Regions from separate parts of the Rattus norvegicus genome. Here region 1 is linked to region 2. Evidence: chromatin contacts called from public Hi-C data. All regions are on one chromosome and are shown on one strand. The core of a region is the stretch at or near the end of the contact, and the rest is flanking DNA. Distances in the headings are between cores, read along the strand shown. Region 1 holds the start of Mplkip (M-phase specific PLK1 interacting protein). Region 2 overlaps Cdk13 (cyclin-dependent kinase 13).

What was found. Hi-C and Micro-C count contacts between places; a contact is called where the count stands out from the background.
Region 1: a Hi-C map of liver shows a contact between it and region 2, with 2.6 times the contacts expected there. The contact joins the promoter of Mplkip here to the enhancer-like site in region 2. A contact is called at or near these places in 3 of 12 Hi-C or Micro-C datasets (kidney and liver).

Annotation. Positions count from the first base shown.
Region 1 is chr17:52,070,352-52,075,371 of GRCr8, forward strand. Mplkip (M-phase specific PLK1 interacting protein) reads right to left here and starts at 1,369. Exons shown (of 2, transcript NM_001109452.1): 1 at 556-1,369. The coding sequence starts at 891. It overlaps Sugct (succinylCoA:glutarate-CoA transferase), which reads left to right and starts at 1,701. Exons shown (of 14, transcript NM_001014146.1): 1 at 1,701-1,799. The coding sequence starts at 1,706.
Region 2 is chr17:52,031,490-52,036,808 of GRCr8, forward strand. Cdk13 (cyclin-dependent kinase 13) reads left to right here. Exons shown (of 14, transcript NM_001271295.2): 12 at 1,190-1,395; 13 at 2,664-3,113; 14 at 3,536-5,319. The coding sequence ends at 4,386. Among named protein-coding and RNA genes, the nearest start is that of Mplkip, 38 kb to the right of the region's middle. Within about 2 kb of position 3,707, at least 2 of the 93 cell types and tissues checked have an H3K27ac peak or open chromatin away from gene starts, as enhancers often do. A contact at or near this core is called in liver, where this site is marked.

The sequences.
Region 1 (5,020 bases), core at 119-2,618, 37 kb after region 2:
CACTCATTAAGAGGGGAAATTTCCACAATTCCAAATTTTCTATTTTTCCCTTCAAGAGAACTTTGAGTAGATCTAAATATGGCTCGAAAAACAATGGTAAGCATTAAAAAAAAAAAAAAAGGCAAGAATGCACAAACAAGGAAGGGACATCTGTATGAAAATGGCCGTAGACTACAGTTTAGAGGAGCCATACTCCACAACAGTAGGGAATTATTCACTGTCTTCCCCTAGGAATCCAGGAATATTCACTGAAATAAATGACAAAAAATCCAAACTCAAATAAAACAAAAACCTCTGGGGGCGGGGGAAGAAATGGAGGATTAAGGAAGTTTGTACACGAATGTGGTATGCTGGCTAAGTGCAGTTTCTGTGGAACAGAACTATATAGCTCCGCCACGTATTGTAGTCTTAGATAATTTCTTTACATCTCAGGTTACTCATCTGCAAAATTGGGCCAACATATATCAGAGGATTAAACAATCCACGTAAAGGGAATTTTAGTATCACGTCTGCCATAACAGTAAGAGTTCGGCAAACGCTAGCTATTGTCTTTACCTGGGGGTAGGTCTGCTGCTGCCCTGGGGAGTAGCCGAACTGATGCTGGGACCCCGCGGGGGACCTGGAGTAGGAGCCTGGGTAGCCGCCCGGGGACGGAGACCCGAAGCGGGCCCCCGAGAAGCTGCCGCCTTGCCGCGGAGAGTGGCTGCTCCCGTACGGCCTAGCCCGGGGCCCGCAGGGCGGAGTGTGGTGCGGACTCCCGTACCCGTCCCGCGGGGAGGGCGGCCGCGGCCCCCCGCCCAGGGTACCCCGGAAGTTGTTTCCGCCACCCCAACCTCCTATCCCCGGGCTGGGGTACGGAGGAGTTGGTGGTCGAAAATTCGGTCGGTGCATAACAGGAAACGAAGCTGAAGAGCTCACTCGCCAATGCCCCACCGGAACCTCAGTGATCAACTGCTAGAAGAAAACTGGTATTCCTGTTTATGCAGTCCTCCGGCTGCCAGCGGAGTAGCGCACCTTAGTTCCGGCTGCACAAAGGTTCCGACCTCACCACGCTTCTGCAAGAGAGCAGATTAAATAGATCACTCAAATCGGATAAGGGTGGGTGTGTCTGAGAGGAGGAAAGATTGTAAAGGGGAAACCAAATTCCCGACCCCAGCGTCCCCGACCCCAGCGTGAACAATGCCACCCACCGCCTTCGGGGAGACCCCCAGTATACGGAAACGGAAGCGGAAGAGACAAAACCGGTCATCAGGCTGTGCCGGGCGAGTCGGAGGAGGCGGTCCCGAAAAGGGTGGATCAGAGGGAGAGGGCGATTAAGCTTTGAGGCTTCCGGAAAGCAGGGCGTGAAGCGTCAGGGGCCAGAGTCCTGGACTTTAGCGAGTCGGAGGCGGAAGCCAACATCGACGCGCGGGGTGGGTTGTGACGAGTTAGGGGCGGGGCCTGAGACAAAGAGGGCGGGGCCGAAGGATGTGAGGCTAGGGACTTGGTTGAACCATTTGGTTCAAGGGGGCGGTGCCAGTGAGGCTGAGACCGAGGCTTGGGCCGAAGCGGAGGGTGTGCTGTTGGGAGGGAGACCAGGCGGAATGTCTGGGCGGAGGAGGCGGGGTTGGTGAAGGGGGCGGGGCGGGCGGAGGGGACGGGACTGGCTGAGGGGCCAAAGGTCAAGGAAGGGAGCTCTGGGGCGCTCTCATTGGGTTGAGGGGCGATGCTGCGGATGCTGGCCAGGGCGGTGGCTTTTCGGAGATCCGGCCGAGGCCAGGCCGGCGGGAGGGGGCTGTGGACCGGCCGCCCACAGTCAGGTACCCACTGACACTGAGCGCTCAGGCTCCCTGAGGAGAGTGCTCGCGCCTCGGATGCGCCTGTCTCAGGGCTCGCGACCGCGTTCGTGCCCTACTTCTCTTCTCCATCCCTGCCTTTAATCCCCCAAGTTTTGGTAATTTAGAAAATAGCACCTCCCGCCGAATGCTGAGTTTTAGAAAGCAGATTGCTACCTTGATAACTTAAGAATGCCTGTACTAATTAACGTTGGACTTGAGCCCTGCGTTTCTGTTCTTGTAAAATGGAAGTTGACGAGGTTAAGAAGTAGAAATAGAAATTTAAAGGAAAAGAGAAACGGGATAATTCGAAAATGTCATCTTTTGCATAAGATACCTGTCTCAGAAATCTTGTAGAAGATGGAATTTCAAATTACGAGTTTTGTGGAGTTTCCCTTCAGATTCTGAAATCAACTCAGGGAATTTTAGGACTCAATACATTAGACCAGCGTGTGGTATGGATCTGTGGGGGTTTTATTGGTTTAGATTTTTTGTGTGTATGAGTGTATTACTTGTATTTATGTGCATGCAGCACTTAACGTGCCTGATGCCTTTAGAGATCAAAAAGTAATCAGAATTCCTGGAACTGGAGAACAGTGTGATTGGATCTACCTTGTCGGTGCTGGGAACAGAACCTGAATCCTCTTGCAAGAGCACTAAGTACTCTTAACCACTGAGCCATCTCTTCAGTTCCAGGCCTTTATGGTTTTCATTCATTCATAGCACCTTTGTATTTCAACCTTCAGTCTCTGACATCTTCAGTCACAAATAAAGAGTACATTCAGATATAAATAAAGAGTATCTTCTCAGCTTTATTCTTTATTAATAGAGATATAAACACAAGGGCTTTTGGGGGAAGGGTTTAATTTTTTTCATGCCCCTGCGTCATTCTTGGATAATTCCGTAAAACTTTTTTGTTGAGCTTATTTTTGTTTTCGTTTTTTATTTGTTTGTTTTTGAGACAAGTTCTCAATATATAATTCAGGCTCGGCCACATTCCTTACTTCCGAAGATAAATTGTACAGTTAATCATGGAGAGGTAATGTCACCATCAGGATACAGTGATATAATTAGAGCCTTCATACTACAGCTTATCTAACATTTATATTTTCTATACTGGCCAATATATCTGTTTTCTCTTTCCTTTGTTTAGCTTAGTATCTGGCAGTTGGGCACTCATATATCACACACATATATGTCACTGCGTCAATAATCTGCCTTATGAAGGGAGCTTAGAAGTGGGGTGATAGGCACCAAAATTATGTTTATTACTTTTTTTTATAACTGGCAGAAAATAATGCAGAATTGGGCCACAGTTTACCCTATATTAATGATCTTTTTACTTGCATTCTGCTTCTAGAATGTAATTGAATCCAGGGCCTTATGTATGCAGGGTGGACTCTTTACTGATGAGCTTCAGTGTAGCCCTAGTCCCCACAATCTATCCAGATAATACACTAGAAGTCTGGGAGAAGAAATGGAGAGAAAACTTTGCCTGGAGATTAAGATAGTGTACTTCCCAGCACATTTGAAAGTATTGTTCCAAACTGAAACTTTAATACAAGACCCATTTTAATCTCTTTAGAGACTTTCTTCTTTCGTTATTTTGTCTTTTTTTTTTTTTCCCCAGAGCTGAGGACCGAACCCAGGCCTTGCACTGCTCTACCACTGAGCTAAATCCCCAACCCCGACTTTCTTCTTTCAAATGAGAAATTTGGCAAGAATAAATAAGTGTTTTTTTTTCTTTCTTTCTTTTTTTTTTTAGACTCACCTAGCAAGATCAGAATTCAGACTCTGAATTCTTCGGATTTTTTTATTTTTAGAAATACAAATAGTCAATCATTTGAAAAATGCAATAAAAAGCATGAAAGTCTTGAAAGTGTACGGGCATGATGACACATACTTTTAATCCTAGCATTTGGGGGGTAGAGGCAAATGGATCTTTGTGAGTTTAAGCCTAGCCTCATCTTCAAACTGAGTTCTAGGATGGCCAGAGCTTCATAATAGATTGTGTCTCCAAAAAATACTGTGTAGCTCCTTTTGGATTCACAGATGATAAATATACACTTAGGTGGTGAATCATAGCTGTAGCTAGGGTATTCCTAAGGTTTACCTGGGATTTACAATCTGACTGGCTGAGGTGGTGGGCCCAAGAACCCTATATTGAAAATTTGTGTAGTGACTTTAATGAAAGCCTGAGGGGAAAGAAAAATTTAGTTGTGCTTCCTGGAGCTATATAAAAATTAGTGAACTGTAAGGATGGGTGTGAGAATATAGTAGCTTTCTCCTGGAGGGAAAAGGGAATATTCCATTTTTGTTAACAAACAGACATGGTTCCTGCAAAAAGACTGCAGCACAGTGTAAGGATAACCAGCATTAGAAGGCGGATTATGCACCTACAGTGCTCGCAGAACAGTGCTGTCAGGACAAGCGCTGCCCAGGCTTCGCTGTGCTCTTTGGTTATCATATACATAGACATGAGCAATGTCAGAATTTTTTGTGTCCTTGAGAACTCTGATGACAATGGATTTTGGAGTGTAGAAATTAAAGCAAGTAAGAGCAACAGAATAAACAAGTGTGAATATGAGTGGAGTTTGCTTGTTTCGATAAGGTTGTTGTAATGCTTATTTACCTAAGGGGTGTTCCTATGGTGCATGTATGTGTGTGTTATCAGTTTCATTTTTTTCATATTGCCATATCTTCAAAACAGAGCAACAAAAATCTACTTGAGAGCCCAATATATAAAAGCAGAAGAATAATGCTTAAAATGGAGATTGGGGACCCAGAATTCTGTCACCTTGTATCCCTACTTTCCCATCCTGCAAAGCAATTCTGGGACTCTCCTGAGGAATTTCCAGAACATCCCCATTTTAGGCAAATGGCAGTAATCAGTGTTTCATGCATTGATACTTAGCTTAGCTTTACTGTCTACAAGAAGTAAATATTTTCATGTTTCTGTGTTGTTAGGGCTTTCAAAATGGAAACTAGGTTAAAGGACAAGCCATGGAAGTTAAACAGTGATTGATTAGATAGTTAGAGGTATGAGTTTATATTTAAAGGGATATAAACCAAGAGGCTTGGATTCATTCCCAGAACTGCAAACTCAGTGAGGCTTCTGTCTCCATGCAAAGGCTATTTCTATCCTATGGGGTAGGATCTCCCCGAAGAGTATTAGCTCCCATTTATCAGAGGAAGGTCGAAAGAAG
Region 2 (5,319 bases), core at 2,457-4,956:
ATGGCATTACTTAAAAGAATCTAGATATTCTGGGCAAGTTTATTAACCTTTCCAAGCCTTAATTTTCTCACCTTTAAGCTAGAGAAAAGTAATAGTAAGTTTACATGACCTTATTCCTGGGATTTGTAAATCAAATATTTTTGTCTTTAAGAAAAAGTTACTTTTAGTGTTCAGTGTTATAGATTTATATTGAGATGAAAAATTATTACAGAATGGGAGGTAATTTTGGTAGTTACGTAGAACTCTGTTGATGAGTATAATGAGCCTCTCTGTGCCTGGATTACCTATTCTTGAGACTCATCTATAGAAACAGTTTATTTCTAAAACAGTTGGTAAAAGTAGCAAATATGTGACTAAAAAGATTTTACTAAAAAGTTTTGTACGAATCCTGTGTTCTAGCCTATTATGTTACTCTCCTTTTTATTTATGTCTGGCTTCTACAAATAGCATGTTTCTGCATCCTTTTTCAAAATTCCTGTTTAGTGTACAGTATGCTGTAGTTGGTTTTAAATGGTTATACCAAGGATAATAGCTAGCTTTTATTAATATATATTTTTCATAGTTTGATGAACAATTATATATTGATTATTCAGAAGACAAAAATAGTTCATCTCTAGGATACTTATGCAAATGAGTACACAGCAGCTGTGACCGTATGCTCAAGGCCCACTTAGGACCAAGCCAGACAAAAATCCCAGCATGGAGGGTAGGACTTAGTGATGAAAGTCCACTTCCAGCTGAGGAGATATTTGTAGCTCGTGGCTGCTGGGACAGGGACGGTCATGTTTTTTCTTCAGGGATGTGGCCCCTTTAGAGTTTGCCTGTATTTCAGCAGGGAGCCTTTTACCCATACACATACTGGAGAGACAAAGAAAACACATGAAATTGGGAGGGAATAGAGACTTAGGGGAGATAAGAAAGGAATTTTAGGGGGGAGATGTGGGATGTACTTGATCAAACACAGTAATGCATGAATAGAATTTCAAACAATAAAAAATTAGGACAAATAAATAAGAAAAATTAGACCACCACTAAAGTTAAAATCCTGAAGGATGATGGAATTTTATTAAATGTTTGTATGAAGTTTTCCAGAATGGTTTGTGAAAGGGGAATGGCTTTTGTGGTTCATTATAACATTAGTATTTCTTGTTACAGCATTTGTGATTTAGAATTCATCCGTTTTTTTCAGCCTTCCTTTGTGGCAAGATTGTCATGAATTATGGAGTAAAAAGAGAAGAAGACAGAAACAGATGGGCATGACTGATGATCTTTCCACAATCAAAGCCCCCAGAAAGGACTTGTCTCTGGGCTTAGATGACAGCAGAACTAGCACGCCCCAGGGTGTGCTGCCACCTGCACAGCTAAAGTCTCAGAACAGCTCCAGTGGAGCACCTGGTCAGTAAGGTCTCTTTGCCTTGTTCTGTTTGCATTGCTTTGTGGCCCGTGTTGACTGTGTGTGGCAAAAAGATAAGTGTTAAGGCTTTTTTACATTACAGTCTCAGATCATAGATTGGTGGTGATTGGTCAGACTTTTTTCCATTTTCTCTAGTTTAGGAGTCAGGAGTATGTATGTCTTTCATTAATATTAGTCTGTGAAGTTCAGTATTTAAGGCATAGAAAAAACAAAGATAGCCAAAACTGCAAAGGAAGTTTTTATCCCATTGGTGGATATCTGTACATCATTCTGTCTAAGACTGTATTTTAAAAGATTGAAATCTGTTGTTTAGACCTAGTTATTTTTTTCATTCACATCTACCTATCTATCTAGAGATAAGATCTCATCTTGTAGCCCTGAATGTCCTAGAACTCTCTTTGTAAGCAGATTGGCCTCAGATTCACAAACAGCTGCCCATCTTTGCCCCCCAAGGACTAGGATTAAAGATGTGTGCCACAATGCTTGCTAGTTGACAGCTTTTTAAATATTGAAGTCTTAATTTCCCTGAAGAACCTAGGAATCTGTCAGGTCTAGCCTGAATATTGGAGAAAGAAAATTAACTAGATATGTCTACTGGTAATGAGTTAATATGTAATATGCATGTTTGTGTAGGTCTTTGTAACTCAAAATGGCTTAATATTTTTATAAAGTAATCTGAATAAAAACAGATTTTTATCACAGTGTGTAAAACATTAGTTTTAATTTCTAAAAAGTTCTTTCCACAGTTAACTTCATTTTTGAAGTGGGATAGCAAAGAATTCAGAGACTGCATTCAGAATTAAATTTGAGAGTTCAGGATCTTGCAAATTATCCGCTCTTTTAGGATAATTAATAGATATTGTCTTATAAAGTGGTTGTGAGGGGTAAAGGCCACAAAAAGCTTAGAAAGTGCTGGCACTGTTAGATGTCATTGTTCATTTCTCTTACACAGTGTTAGCTCTTGGTTAAATCTGTGTATGACTCTGCTGGTAATCTTGATTTTTCTTTTGAAAAATATATTCCTGAAGATGAATTACCCAAAACAGATTGTAGTTTTGATGTCTATCATGGCTTGTGTTGTAGTTAGATTTTGAATGTCTGATGGGTAAGAAGACTTCCTTCAGTGCTTGTTTCTCATTGTTTCATAATTCTCCCTCAAATGGAGTTTTAATACTGTATAATGAAGAGGTTATAGGGGTCGGGGAAACTGTGAATTATGGCAGTTCTAATCGATGCATTTTGTCTTTAGTAATAACAGGCCCTGGACAGCCGTTAAACCACAGTGAATTGGCAATTCTTCTAAACCTACTACAATCTAAATCAAGTGTTAATATGGCTGATTTTGTCCAAGTGTTGAACATTAAGGTAAACTCTGAGACTCAACAGCAGCTAAATAAAATAAACCTTCCTGCTGGAATTTTGGCAACAGGTGAAAAACAGACAGATCCATCAACACCACAACAGGAGTCTTCAAAATCATTGGGAGGAGTTCAGCCTTCACAGAGCATCCAGCCTAAAGTGGAAACTGACGCTGCGCAGGCTGCAGTGCAGAGTGCATTTGCAGTCCTCCTGACTCAGTTAATAAAGGCCCAGCAGTCAAAACAGAAAGATGCCATGCTGGAGGAGAGGGAGAATGGATCAGGACATGACGCTCCAGTGCAACTCAGGCCGCCTCCAGAACCCAGCACTCCTGCCTCTGGTGAGTGAGTGACTTGCGCAGAGCTGTTGCTATCTGTGGCTTTGAGTGTTCAGTGAGGTGTGTTGAAGACATTCTCAGGTCACTAGTGAGACCTATTCTGTTTACTTCCTGGACTAGATTGTTTAGAAAATTGTCCATTATGAATATTATATTTTCTAAGGTAAATTTACAATAACTCAATTCTCAATACAAAAGGATAAATGTTTTGGGTGCAGTAGAAACTTACTCTTCAAGCATTAAGTACGACTGTGTGGAGTTGAATAGTGTATTTCTTTAGTAATCTTGTGTTTACGTGATAGTGGGCAACATGAACACTTGTGAGGTGTCCTTTGGTATTTTGTGAAAGGTAAAATGTGTAACTGTTCTGAATATTTCATTTTCCATGGTAACTTTTGACTCTTTCTTGGTTTTATTCTACTTAGGGCAAGATGACCTCATCCAACACCAAGACAGGAGGATATTGGAGCTGACACCAGAGCCAGAGCGGCCTCGGATTCTGCCTCCTGATCAACGACCTCCTGAACCTCCTGAACCACCACCAGTCACTGAGGAGGACCTGGATTATCGGACAGAAAACCAGCATGGACCTACTACTAGTTCTTCATTAACTGACCCACATGCTGGAGTGAAGGCAGCCCTCTTACAGCTGCTTGCTCAACATCAGCCCCAGGATGATCCCAAAAGAGAAGGTGGTATTGATTATTCCACAGGAGACACGTACGTGCCCAGTTCAGACTATAAAGACAACTTTGGAGCGTCTTTCTCTGCCGCCCCTTATGTGAGCAGTGATGGTCTGGGGAGTAGCTCTGCTGCTGCACCGTTGGAGGCGCGCAGTTTCATCGGAAACTCAGATATTCAGTCTCTGGATAACTACAGTACTGCTTCATCTCACACTGGTGGTCCACCTCAGACTTCTGCCTTCACCGAGTCATTTCCCAGTTCAGTAGCTGGATACGGAGACATTTACCTCAATGCTGGTCCCATGCTGTTTAGTGGAGACAAGGACCATAGATTTGAGTACAGCCATGGTCCTATCACGGTCCTCACAAACAGCAGTGACCCTTCCACAGGGCCGGAGAGTACTCACCCCTTGCCAGCAAAGATACACAACTATAACTATGGTGGTAACTTACAGGAAAATCCAGGTGGCCCCAGCCTCATGCATGGACAGACCTGGACTTCTCCTGCCCAAGGACCTGGATACTCACAAGGATACAGGGGACACATTAGCACATCAGCTGGCAGAGGTCGAGGCAGAGGGTTACCATACTGAGTATCTGTTTTTCCTCAGGCACATCATTTTTATCTGGAAAGACTTTTCTAGCTGCAATTTCAGGCAGCAATCCAAGAGACTTGAATAATATTAATTCAACAACAGCTTTATTTTTATGTGGAAAGGGTCTTGCATACAATAGTGAAAAAAGAAAACAACAAAAAAAAATCTTTGCTTAAATTCATGCTGTTCTTAAAACTAGCTCTATTGATTGTACATCGTCACAGATTTTAGTTAACAGTTTTATTTTGTATTCTTGCAGTTTTAAGTGGATGCTAACATTAGGGACATAATGTTTTTATGGCCCTCTTGCAGATCTTCTGAACTATGCACACTTGTGCTTTTTTTGTAAGTTTGGACCAACTTTTATGTAAACAACCTACCCCTTTCCCTCAACCCTCCCAGTTTTACAGCAATCAGAAAGGGCACTGATTTCTTTGGTATTTTCTTTTTACAAAGCTACCTTTAGTCAAAGGTCACTGTCAGTCTTTGCACCTGCTTTCAGTGTTATTGTGAAAGGTGTACTTTGTGCTCATTTCAGAAAATAAAACACAACCTTTCTCTTGATGCAACAGTTTTATATAAAACAAATGGTTAACATTATTTTTGTTTTGTTTTGTTTTGTTTTTTTCAGGTTACCATAACCCAGCAAAATTCATTCAAATGAAATAGTGGTTTTTATATGAAAACTATGGGTCGGGTGGGGAGGGGTTCGAGTAAGTGCCTTAACAGGTATGCTTCAGGACTGCGGATGAAGTTAGCCTTTCCACCACTGTCTTTCCAAGGGAGTCTGCACTGTGCTGAAGGGGCACGAAGCTCTCCATTTTTAGGAGTTGTTTGGTCAGTTCTGTTAGGTCCATCCCCTCTGCTTGTCACACGGTCCTTTTCTGCCTGTCTTTTGGCTGTTAACTTTCACTGTTACCTTCTCACGGT